Linked DNA regions of Sus scrofa: all the other regions are linked to region 3. Evidence: chromatin contacts called from public Hi-C and promoter capture Hi-C data. All regions are on one chromosome and are shown on one strand. The core of a region is the stretch at or near the end of the contact, and the rest is flanking DNA. Distances in the headings are between cores, read along the strand shown. Region 1 holds the start of FIP1L1 (pre-mRNA 3'-end-processing factor FIP1). Region 2 overlaps SCFD2 (sec1 family domain-containing protein 2). Region 3 holds the start of PDGFRA (platelet-derived growth factor receptor alpha).

The links. Promoter capture Hi-C pulls out the DNA fragments that hold promoters and counts their contacts. Hi-C and Micro-C count contacts between places; a contact is called where the count stands out from the background.
Region 1: a promoter capture Hi-C map of fetal skeletal muscle shows a contact between it and region 3, with 4 times the contacts expected there. The contact joins the promoter of FIP1L1 here to the promoter of PDGFRA in region 3. A contact is called at or near these places in 4 of 5 promoter capture datasets (fetal liver, fetal skeletal muscle, liver and 1 more) and 7 of 47 Hi-C or Micro-C datasets (adipocytes, embryonic fibroblasts, fibroblasts and 3 more).
Region 2: a contact with region 3 is called in a Hi-C map of embryonic fibroblasts, with 3 times the contacts expected there. The contact joins the enhancer-like site here to the promoter of PDGFRA in region 3. A contact is called at or near these places in 6 of 47 Hi-C or Micro-C datasets (embryonic fibroblasts, epiblast stem cells, fetal skeletal muscle and 2 more) and 1 of 2 datasets of contacts at active chromatin or transcription factors (skeletal muscle).

Annotation. Positions count from the first base shown.
Region 1 is chr8:40,155,357-40,158,573 of Sscrofa11.1, reverse strand. FIP1L1 (pre-mRNA 3'-end-processing factor FIP1) reads right to left here and starts at 1,311. Exons shown (of 17, transcript XM_021101251.1): 1 at 935-1,311. The coding sequence starts at 1,019.
Region 2 is chr8:40,105,832-40,109,155 of Sscrofa11.1, reverse strand. All of the region lies in intron 2 of SCFD2 (sec1 family domain-containing protein 2), which reads left to right. Among named protein-coding and RNA genes, the nearest start is that of SCFD2, 38 kb to the left of the region's middle. Within about 2 kb of position 1,520, at least 5 of the 83 cell types and tissues checked have an H3K27ac peak or open chromatin away from gene starts, as enhancers often do. A contact at or near this core is called in embryonic fibroblasts, where this site is marked.
Region 3 is chr8:40,965,016-40,968,282 of Sscrofa11.1, reverse strand. PDGFRA (platelet-derived growth factor receptor alpha) reads right to left here and starts at 1,715. Exons shown (of 24, transcript NM_001315756.1): 1 at 1,602-1,715.

The DNA of each region.
Region 1 (3,217 bases), core at 62-2,561, 810 kb after region 3:
GTTTGTTAATCACATCACCAGGAGCTGCACGGTGCCTAAACGTGGTCTTTTACTACACTATTCTCAAGAGAATCAATATGCATTTTAGGCAAGGAAAAAACATTAACTTTCAAAATTAGTATCAGTAACAAACAAGAAGGGACCGTAACTTGATGGAAGTTAAAAATCAGTGTCACACAAGTCCCTTTCAAAGGGGCCATAAAAGATGTAGTGAACTTATTTGTGAAAAAAATATGCATGAGATGACACTGAAAACTATAAGCCTAGGGACATGAGATACTTCAATGATGTGGGTTAAGAGTAGTCTCTTAAAAAAGAAAAATTTCACCTTAATACAGGAGACATTCAGAGTTTTCTTTATGGGCCATAATGTATTCCATCTCTTTCTCTCTCTCTTAATTATTATTTTAAAGCACGACTTTCAGACAAGGAGGTACCCTTGCAGGTGCATTCCATACAAACTGACCATCAAGAAACAAGACGTTAGTTTTACAGCATCAACTTTATTTAGCTATTATTACAGAATGACTGTTTCTGGCAACAGGAAGGGCATCCTACAGTCAAGGGGCAAGAGGAGCCGCACCAACACAGCTTAGAGGCGATATTAAAAAACAGACGAAGAGCGCGGAGGCGAGGCGTCCGAGAAGCCCGAGTGAGTAGGAGGGAGAGACCGCGGGCCAGGACCCGCGCCCCCGGACCAGCCCCGAGCGGCCGCCGCGGGGTGGGAGCGCGTAGGGGGTGTGGGCTGGGCGTCCAGAGGCCGAGGGGGGCGGGGGACGCGCACGCCGCACTCGGCCTGAGTCAGGCCGGACGAGGCTCTGTGCGAGAGGCCCCGGGCGGCGGCGTCAGGGGCCCGGGACGCCAGCCGTCGGCAGACCCGGAGGAGAGGCCTGAGAGAACCCGGGAGAGAGAGAAGGGACAGGAAGTTCCGTACCGCCATAGAGCCACTCTTCCTCCTCATCCCCTCCGGTCCCGCCGCTCAGCTCCGACACTAGGCGCTCAACCTCGCCGGCCGACATGGCCGCCCCGAGCACAACTTAAAGGCGGCTATCAGCAGCCCCCTCCAACCCCTTCCCAAGCCTCGCTGCCCGGGGGCTCGAGAGGGGAGCGAACCCGCCGGCGAGCGAACGAAGAAAGCGCGAGACTCAAATCCAGGAGAGACGGCCGTGGCGGCGGCGGCAGCGGCGGTAAAGAAGACGACTCCGGCGCCGCTCCGCCCGCGCCCGCGCACGCGCACCAGCACCCAAGCGGCGCGGCGTCTCTAGGTAGCTTTGCTTCCGCAGCGGCGGCGGCCACCTGAGCCTGGTTGCGCACGCGCATCGTAGTTGGCCCCGCCTCCCGTGGAATCTCGCTTTGGTTTTTTAGCGTGACTTCCTCTTGTAACGTCGTGCGTCGTCTAGAATTCCCCTCCCCCAGTCCTATCTCTGGTAAACCGTATTGCTTTTCCTGGAGAGTACTCCATTGTTACTTTCTGCCTTTGGTGTTTACTTTTTCTTCTCAGTCGGTTTTTTTTTGTTTGTTGTTGTTTTTTAATCTTACGAAAGGCCTTGTTTCTTTCTTTACATGTATCAAACCTGACACAGAATCATTACCTCTCAGTCCCTGTTTCTCATTAGAGAACAAACAGTAATTCAAGCCCACTTTCTTGAAAAATTAACAGCAAATAAAAGCCAAGTAAATGAATAACGCATTGTCCGTGGTAAAAAAATCAAACACTTCTTATCTGTTATTCTCCTTTACAGAGGTAGCCTTTGTTTTCCTGTTTCATGGGCAGTGTTATGAAATTTTATATATATATTTTCTTCACATGCATTGTTTTGCTGGAAAAACTTGAAGTTAACCCGTCTTAACGAATACAATATGCGTGTATCTTTGTGTGGATTGTTTTTTGTTTGGTTTTTTTACTCAGTTTCTTGGGGAATCCTTCCCATATGTGAGTGATTTTTATTTAGCAGTGTCTTGGAGAGCCTTTCCATGTTCATGTATATATGTATGAAATTATGTCCATTTTTAAGCCCTTCATAATATCCCATAACATAGCTATCACAAAATGAATACAGCTAGTTCCCTACTGATGTGCATTTAGAATGATTTCAACTTCCCACTTTCATGAAAAAAAAAAGAAAAAAAAAACTACAACAACAAGCCTTGTAAATGACTTGCTGTTTTGTACAACAGGGTTTTTTTTTATCATAAAGTATGTGAAGTTTTTATTTTACTAGATATTGCCAAGTTTTGGGGCTACTTTTGAAAACACATCTCTCAAGGAGAAGAAAATATGCTGTGTGAGAACTGTTGGTCTAGCTCTTACCTAAAACTATCTAGTAGCAAGACCTCAGGTAATCCACCCCTCTGTGCTTCAGATTTCTCATCTATAAGATAGGAAAGCTGAATTTAGATGATCTCTGAAGTCTTTCTGTTGTAAAGTTTTCAGACAGAACACTCACTTTTTAGAAAGAAATCCATTCGAGTTTTACGAATCAACCAATTGGTTTACTTGCTCTCTGGTCAATAAATACTGTTTATTTATTTAACAATTCTTGAGGGACTTCCTGTTGTGGCACATCAGAAATGAATCCAACTAGTATCCATGAGGATGCAGATTTGATCCCTGGCCTCACTCAGTGGGTTAAGGATCTGGCGTTGCTGTGAGCTGTGGTGTAGGCCAGCAGCTGCAGCTCTGATTCGACCCCTTGCCTGGGAACTTCCATATGTCAAGTGGTCATGGAAAGCCACTCTAATGAGGTGGTACAAGAGTAGAGACCTGAGTGAGAGAAATAAACCCTTTGGACTTCTGGAAGGAACTCTTATCAGATGGAGAGAATAGGAAATGCAAAAGCCCTGAAACAGAAGCATACTTGGTGTTTTCAAGGAACCCAAAATGTGGCTGGAGTGGAGTGAGGGAGGGAGAGGGTATATAGATGAGGTTGGAGTTATTTGGGGGGTGGGTACTGCAGAGCTCATCACTTCTTGCTGCACACTGTGTTGATTCCATGGCCTGTGTCTATGTCATCATATAGTAATTATTTGACAACATCTATTTTCCTAAGAGTCTTCACTAAGTCCTCCCTCGAAAGGGCATCTTTTTGTTTGTTGGTTTGTTTGTTTTGGGGGGGGAGGTTGGCTTCAGTGTGCAACAGTTGATATGGAATCTTAGTTCCCAGACCAGGGATTGAACCCAAGTTGTAGAGGTGAAAACTTGAAATCCTGACCACTA
Region 2 (3,324 bases), core at 271-2,770, 860 kb after region 3:
CCTTGATGCCCTCTGACCACTTCCGTCCAGTTCATTAAAACAAATTCTATTTAACAGTACCTAATTTGAGTGAGTGACACCTGTTGTAAATAAAATAGGACACACAGGATTTGCAATGGGAAGTGTCACATTAGCTGGAGTGGTCAAGGAGGGAGGGAGGCCTTGAGCTGTCCCTACAACAGAACTGGCCTTTGGTAGGAGCTCAGTAAATATGTATCAAATGAATGAGACCTAGTCAGTGAGCATCTGAAGGAACAGGGCTCCAGGCAAAGGGAATCGCCAGTATAAAGGCCCTGAATTGGGAACATACTTTTATCCATTCAAGGGGCTCAAATCAGGGCACTGTTGCTCAGGCCTAATGAATGAAGCTGTGAAGGTGAGAGGTAAAGATGTAGATATAGGAATGCACAAACGTGTATAAGCTTGTTGGCCAAAAGAAGGTTTCAATGTAATAGTAGTGGAAGCATGGAAGGGTTTTGAGTAGGGCAATGATAGGATCTGATAGCTTTGGGAGGTCACTCTAGTCCAAGCCATCAGTTCTTGCTTACACTATGCAGTAGCCCCTCAACCATCCATTCTCTGCAACGAGGCCAGAGTGATCTTTAAATAATATGAATCTGATTAGGTCTGTCCATAGCTGAAGATTCTGTAGTTGCCCTTTGAAAAAATGTCTGCTATCGCTAAAGTGGGTTCCTGGCCTTGCATAATTTGATGTGAGCCGAGGGCAGTGTCAAACTAGATCTTTATGTCCATTCATACTTTTTTTCCATTTCTGGGAAAAGGTCTCAAGATCTCTTCTTAGAACCCCTGCCCATGATTCTGTCTCTCCTAGACCGCTCTTACTCTGTTCTTGAACTGGCTAATTCCTGCTCATTTTCAAGCCTTACTGTGGCATCCTCAGCTACCTCCTGACCTCTGCCCTCACACCCAGACCCAGTTTGGTAATTCTACTGTCCCCGAGCTTCCTTTCTCTGCTTTTGTCACCTCATCTCCAGGCACATGCCCATTCCTCGCTTCCCTGCTTGGTCACCAGCTCCATGAGGACGGATCATGGGAGGCTGCTCTTGTCTGTGGCTGCAGGGTCTCAGTGAATGCCCAGCCCACAGATTCAATAGAAGATTCAACAAAGCACTGCTTTCCAGCATCGCAGGCCTCCTTCACCATCCTTTTGTGTTTAGCTATTCCTCTTCTCCTGAGATGAAGGTTAACGGGTAATTTTGTTGAAGATGAGGTAATTGTTTTCAAAAGTAGTCAGGAGGAAAGATGACTCTTGAAACCTCTGTAAATAGTTTAATTAACAAACCTACCTTCATAGCTCATTAAGCTCATCACTGATGGAAGCCATTATTCCCCGCTGCGGAAAACCATGACTCAGAGTGTGCTCTGTTGAAAATGAGCTGACAGTGTTTATTTATTTATTTATTGTTGTCTTCGTTTTTCGGTTGGAATAGTGTGACTGTTATTGCAAATTGTGAGTCATCTTAGCTTCCCGGGCATTCCATGGAGAAACCATTTCTCTGAGTTGAGTCACAAGATAATGGTGTGCAGTCTCATTTTACCCTCAGTCTCTAAATTGCATGCCTGCCACTTGATTGAAGTAGCGCCATGATTCAACATTTAGCCACCTTTTAAAAATTAATGCTGTCTTTAAATGTTTCGTTTCGTGATGAGTATTTCCTGTTAGTTTCAAGCCGCCTGCACTTGATATTTATATATGCCAAACCAAGGCAGCTTCTAAGATGTCATTCAGAGCTGAGTAATTCTGGTGAATAAAGAGCCAGGAATTACCTAAAAGGACCATATCTTCCTGCAGAGAAATCTCCTGAGACTTAAAAAAGCAAATTCTAGTAGGCTATTATTGTGTGTATATTTCTGGCCTATTGTCTTCCTCAAACATGCTATTTTATCATAATAGTTTGATTTTTAAGGATACAGGATAATCAGTTTATCAAAAAAGGATGTAAATTTAGTATGTATGTGACATTTTTTGTAGTTACTGACAGTATAGAAATGAATTACATTTCATAGTCATAAAATGGATCTTTTCAAAGGACAAATATTCTGCTTTTTTATCTTTCAAGGAATCTATTGAAACAAATCAAATTGTGTTCTAATAGCTACAGTGAAATAAAGTTTATTTCATTAGAAAACGTCACTTTAAAGACAGTGAAAAGGGTAGAAAATTAATTTATTCTGTGAGCTGTTGAGCGTGTTCTTCATTAACTATCTTTATTACTATCCCTGGGCTTGTGAAAAAGAAAAAGGATTTTGGGCTCACAGATACAGAGAACAGACTTATGCCTGCCAAGGGAGGAGGGGAAGGAAGAGGGGAGGGAGGATTGGGAGTTTGGGATTTGCAGAGGCAAACTATTATATATAGGAAGGATAAACAGCAAGGTCCTACTGTATAGCACAGGGAACTAGGTTCCATATCCTGCGATAAACCATAAGGTCAAAAAATATGAATAAAAAGTATATGTATGTATAACTGAATCACCTTGCTGTACAGAATAAAACACATTTTAAATCAACTATACTGACATAAAATTTAAAAAGAAAGAAATAAAAACAAAGGAGTTCCTGCTATAGCGTAATGGGATCAGCAATCTCACAGGTTCCATCCCTGGTCCGGCACAGTGGGTTTAAGGATCCAGCATTGGTCACAACTGTGGCTGGGATCTGATCCCTGGCTGGGGAGCTTCCTATGCTGTGGGGAACTCCATATGCTGTGGGTTGTCCAAAAAGGATAAATAAATAAATAAATAAATAAGAATAAAAGTAGGGAGTTCCCCTCGTGGTGCAGCGGAAACAAATCTGCCTAGGAACCAGGAGCTTGCGGGTTCAGTCCCTGGCCTCGCTCAGTGGGTTAAGGATCTGGCAGTGCCATGAGGTGTGGTGTAAGTTGCAGACGCGGCTCAGATCTGGTGTTGCTGTGGCTGTGGCATAGGCTGGCAGCTGTACCTCTGATTAGACCCCCTAGCCTGGGAACCTCCATATGCCACAGTGCAGCCCTAAAAAAAAAAGCAAAAAAAAAAAAAAAAAAGGAATAAAAGTAAAAAAATAGAGTTTTAATAAAAGAAGTAACAACATGGGATAGTCACCTATCTTTTACTGAGTGTGGCAAAAATCAGCTTCATACATGTGAACTTGGAGTACTAGGGCATGGGGGAAACCCTAGAAATATAGCTTGTTAGGGACCCAGGGAATCTCAGAAGTTAGAGCCTTTTATTTTACAGAACAGAATCATGGTTAATAAATTTTGGAGTTCACAGGGACCTGGCCTCAAATCCGTATTTTTTGGTTATATGATTTGGTAAATTATCT
Region 3 (3,267 bases), core at 466-2,965:
GCCCCCTGAGGCGGCGGTACTCCGGTCGAGCCACACTCCCTCTCGGTCTGAGTTGGCCGAGACCCTTTCCGAACAGAACCGCTGATTCCAGTTGTTTCTGAGCCAAGGGGACACCGCCCGCTCCCCTGGCGCTGCCTGCCGAAGTTAATCTCACGTATAAAAGCCGATTTCCATGGGGATAGTCGGTGGAAGAAGGAGGGGCGCGATGAGACGGCTCTGAAGCGGGCAGAGAAGCCGGCACAGGGAGTGGAATAGATACAAGGGACCCTGAAGAGTGTGAAGCAGCGCAGGACGAGTGCGGGCAGCGATTGCCACGCGTCCCTGCGCGGAAAGTGCCACGCAAGGGGGGGGTGCAGGGCTCGGGTGCACCAGGAAAGTAACAAGGACAGTTCGCCTCCCACCTTCCTGTCTTACCTGGGAAACAAGTTTCTCCGTTCCGAGTTGTCCCTAACTTCCCCCACAAGAAGTTCTGCACTTTTTTTGGCGACCTTCCTTCTTTCCTTCCTGCGGCCAGGACTCGGCAGCAGCAGAGCCCTGGGCTGTGCAGGAACCGTTCCGCGGAGGAAGGGGGCGCGCAGAGATGGGTGGGGGTGGGGACCACTGCGCACAATGAGGGCCCCTTGGAGTGCAGTTCGAAATTCCTCAAACCCCAGTTGCTGGAATGCGAGGCGACGACGACTTCTTCACTCGGGGCCAAATGTGTTTGTCATTACTCCAGACCGCCTGCCTGCCTGCCGGCCCGCCCGCGCCGCCGTCGCCCCCGCGCTAGGGCGCACAACCCTAGCGCTCTGCGGGGCTGGCGCCCGTTCTCCCTCGCAGTTCACTGATCCTACCAAACCACTGGGGAGCTCCCCAAATCCGCGCCCCCTCTGCTTGTCTCGCAGTCGCCACGGTTGTGCTGAGTCTGGCCCAGGCTCACACCGGGCGCAGCGCCGTCCAGTAATTACGCGCTTTGGGTCGGCGCCATGTGCACCCGGCGGGCACCCAAGGTCCGGCCCTCTCCAGCCGAGCCCTTCACGCCTTCCTCCTCCTCAACCCCTTCCGCGCCTCACTCTGCGCTCTTTGCTCCCCACCTCCCTCGGTCCCCGAGCCGCTCTCCACACCACCGGCTGCAGCGTTGTCCCGCCAAACCGCGGGCGAGGAATGAAAATACTCATTAAAAACCTGTCGCCTTCCAGGACCCACTGCCAAGAAGAGGGCAAACACCTCTGCCCCTACTCCCAGCATTACTTGGTGCTCGTCCCAGTATACACGAATACCACCCCCAACCCCCAAAGAAACCTCAAAAATGTAAGCCTAAACAATTTCTTTGGAAGGCCAGAGAGTTGTTAGAAAAACAACTTTTGCTTTTAAAAATAGGTCTGGAAAATGTGTTTTGTTTTGTTTTGTTTTTAATCCCTAGACTTTCGAACTCTATGGTTATCTTCCCTCCAAGTGAAGTTTATTCAAAATAAATTACTCTCTGGACACACAATTGGAATTCGACTCCAATTTTTTTTTCCTCATCGCCCAAGGTTTGAGTGAAGTTATTCACTTCTAGCCCAAAGAGCCTGATCAGGGACTTCTCTTGGAAACAAAAAATTCTTTTTCTCCTCCCTTACCTTCTCCTCCTATGTCAATTCGCAATGAAAATCCTACACATGGAGCAAAAAGTATGTCCACGGCCTTCAGTTTTGTCCTGGAGTCCCCTTCTCTGTTTCTCTCCCTCTAGCTCCAACTGTAATGGGCTCAAAAGCCGCGTTTTGTAATTGATTCAATGTTATAGTCCATCCTTCTAAAACTAATCATTTGCTCTAAGTAAATAGCTGTCAGGAAATGAAGCCCCCCCCTCCCCTTGGCCTCTTCAAAATAAAAGTTTCTCTCGAACTCCGTGCGCTCAGAATCTTCCAGCCTCCAGATTGTGCCTTGGCTTTTCGCTTTTACTCAATCAGGGGGTCCAGCCCCAATCCCCAGACTTCGACAACAACTGGGGGGCGGGGAGAAGCAGACCAGATGGGGTGGGGTGGTGGAAGGGGGAGGTGTTGACGGTCTGCCGGGAAAGAGGTTCGTGAAAATACACACTGCCCATCATTTCCAGAATGAGTTTGCCTCCAGATTTGAGGGATATTTTCTTACGCTGCTATGTTGCTTTGTATTGCCTTCGAAAGGAAGAAAAAGTACACGTAAAATAGCAGTTAATGCTCAGAGAGAATATAAATCTGGAATCAAGAAGTGTCCCTTCTGGAGAAATTCCTAGCCCAACAATAAATGGGGCCATCAGGAGAGGTTTCCAAGCGGTTGTGTGATTTTGAACCTGGGGTCTTTCAGGGAAAGTGCCGTGCGGTTGCTAATCCTTTAATGGGATTAGGCAAACTGTTGAGTCTAATATGAAGATGATGGGTGTTTTGGGGGTTTGTGCGTGTGTGTGTGTGTGTGCGCGCGCGTGTGCGTGTGTGTGTTTAAACGGGTATGAAGGAGGGTACAAAGAGTCGAGGGTCTGCGTAGGTTTGGAACGTTCTCCGACAGAACGACCTTTACTCCCTCGGCGCACTTATCTTGTCATGTCTTTGTTTTCATGGTTATCTGGGCGAGGTTGTCCTGGCTTCTATCACGCACACAAAAAGGCTCAAGCTTGAGCGTTTGGAGAATCGTCTACAGCCAGCCTGCCACCTCTGCGTTCAAGGGGGGAGGGTGCAATTTGACTCCCCCAGCGCTCCCTCCTGCCTTGTGGGTAGGACGGTACCAATGCCCTAGGGTTGAGAGCAGAGCCCCAAATTATGGGGCGGGGAGCGAGGCAAGGGAAGGCACCGAGAGCGAGCGATCCTGCTCGCGAAGGAAAGGGGGCGCTGACGCTCCAGGAACCAGACCTGGATGGAGTGGGGCTTCCGAGCCGGGGCGGGGGGGAGGGGAACACACTCACCTTCCCCGCCTTCTCTAATTTTGAATTTTCTTGTTGGGTAAAGGGACTCATCCTTTATCTCTACTCCCCTGATCTCCCTCTTCCACCCACCCCCGCTTCTGAGAATGGCTAGGGCAGCCTGGTTCAGACTGGGACGTGAGACAGCCATCACCTCCCTCATCAGGAGGGTGAATAGCAGCCTTCGGGAATGGTCACAGAAAAGTACTGTAAGGGGTGCTGTGTTGAACTGGGACCGGTTCCTGGGGGGGTCAGGCTCGGGAAGACGGCATGAGGCTGGGCTTGGGGCCTCATACCCCCAGCCCTTCTGCTCAACCGCCTCTCGTGCATCTTCAGTCCGGGTGACTGCGCTGCTCACTATTACTTCCACA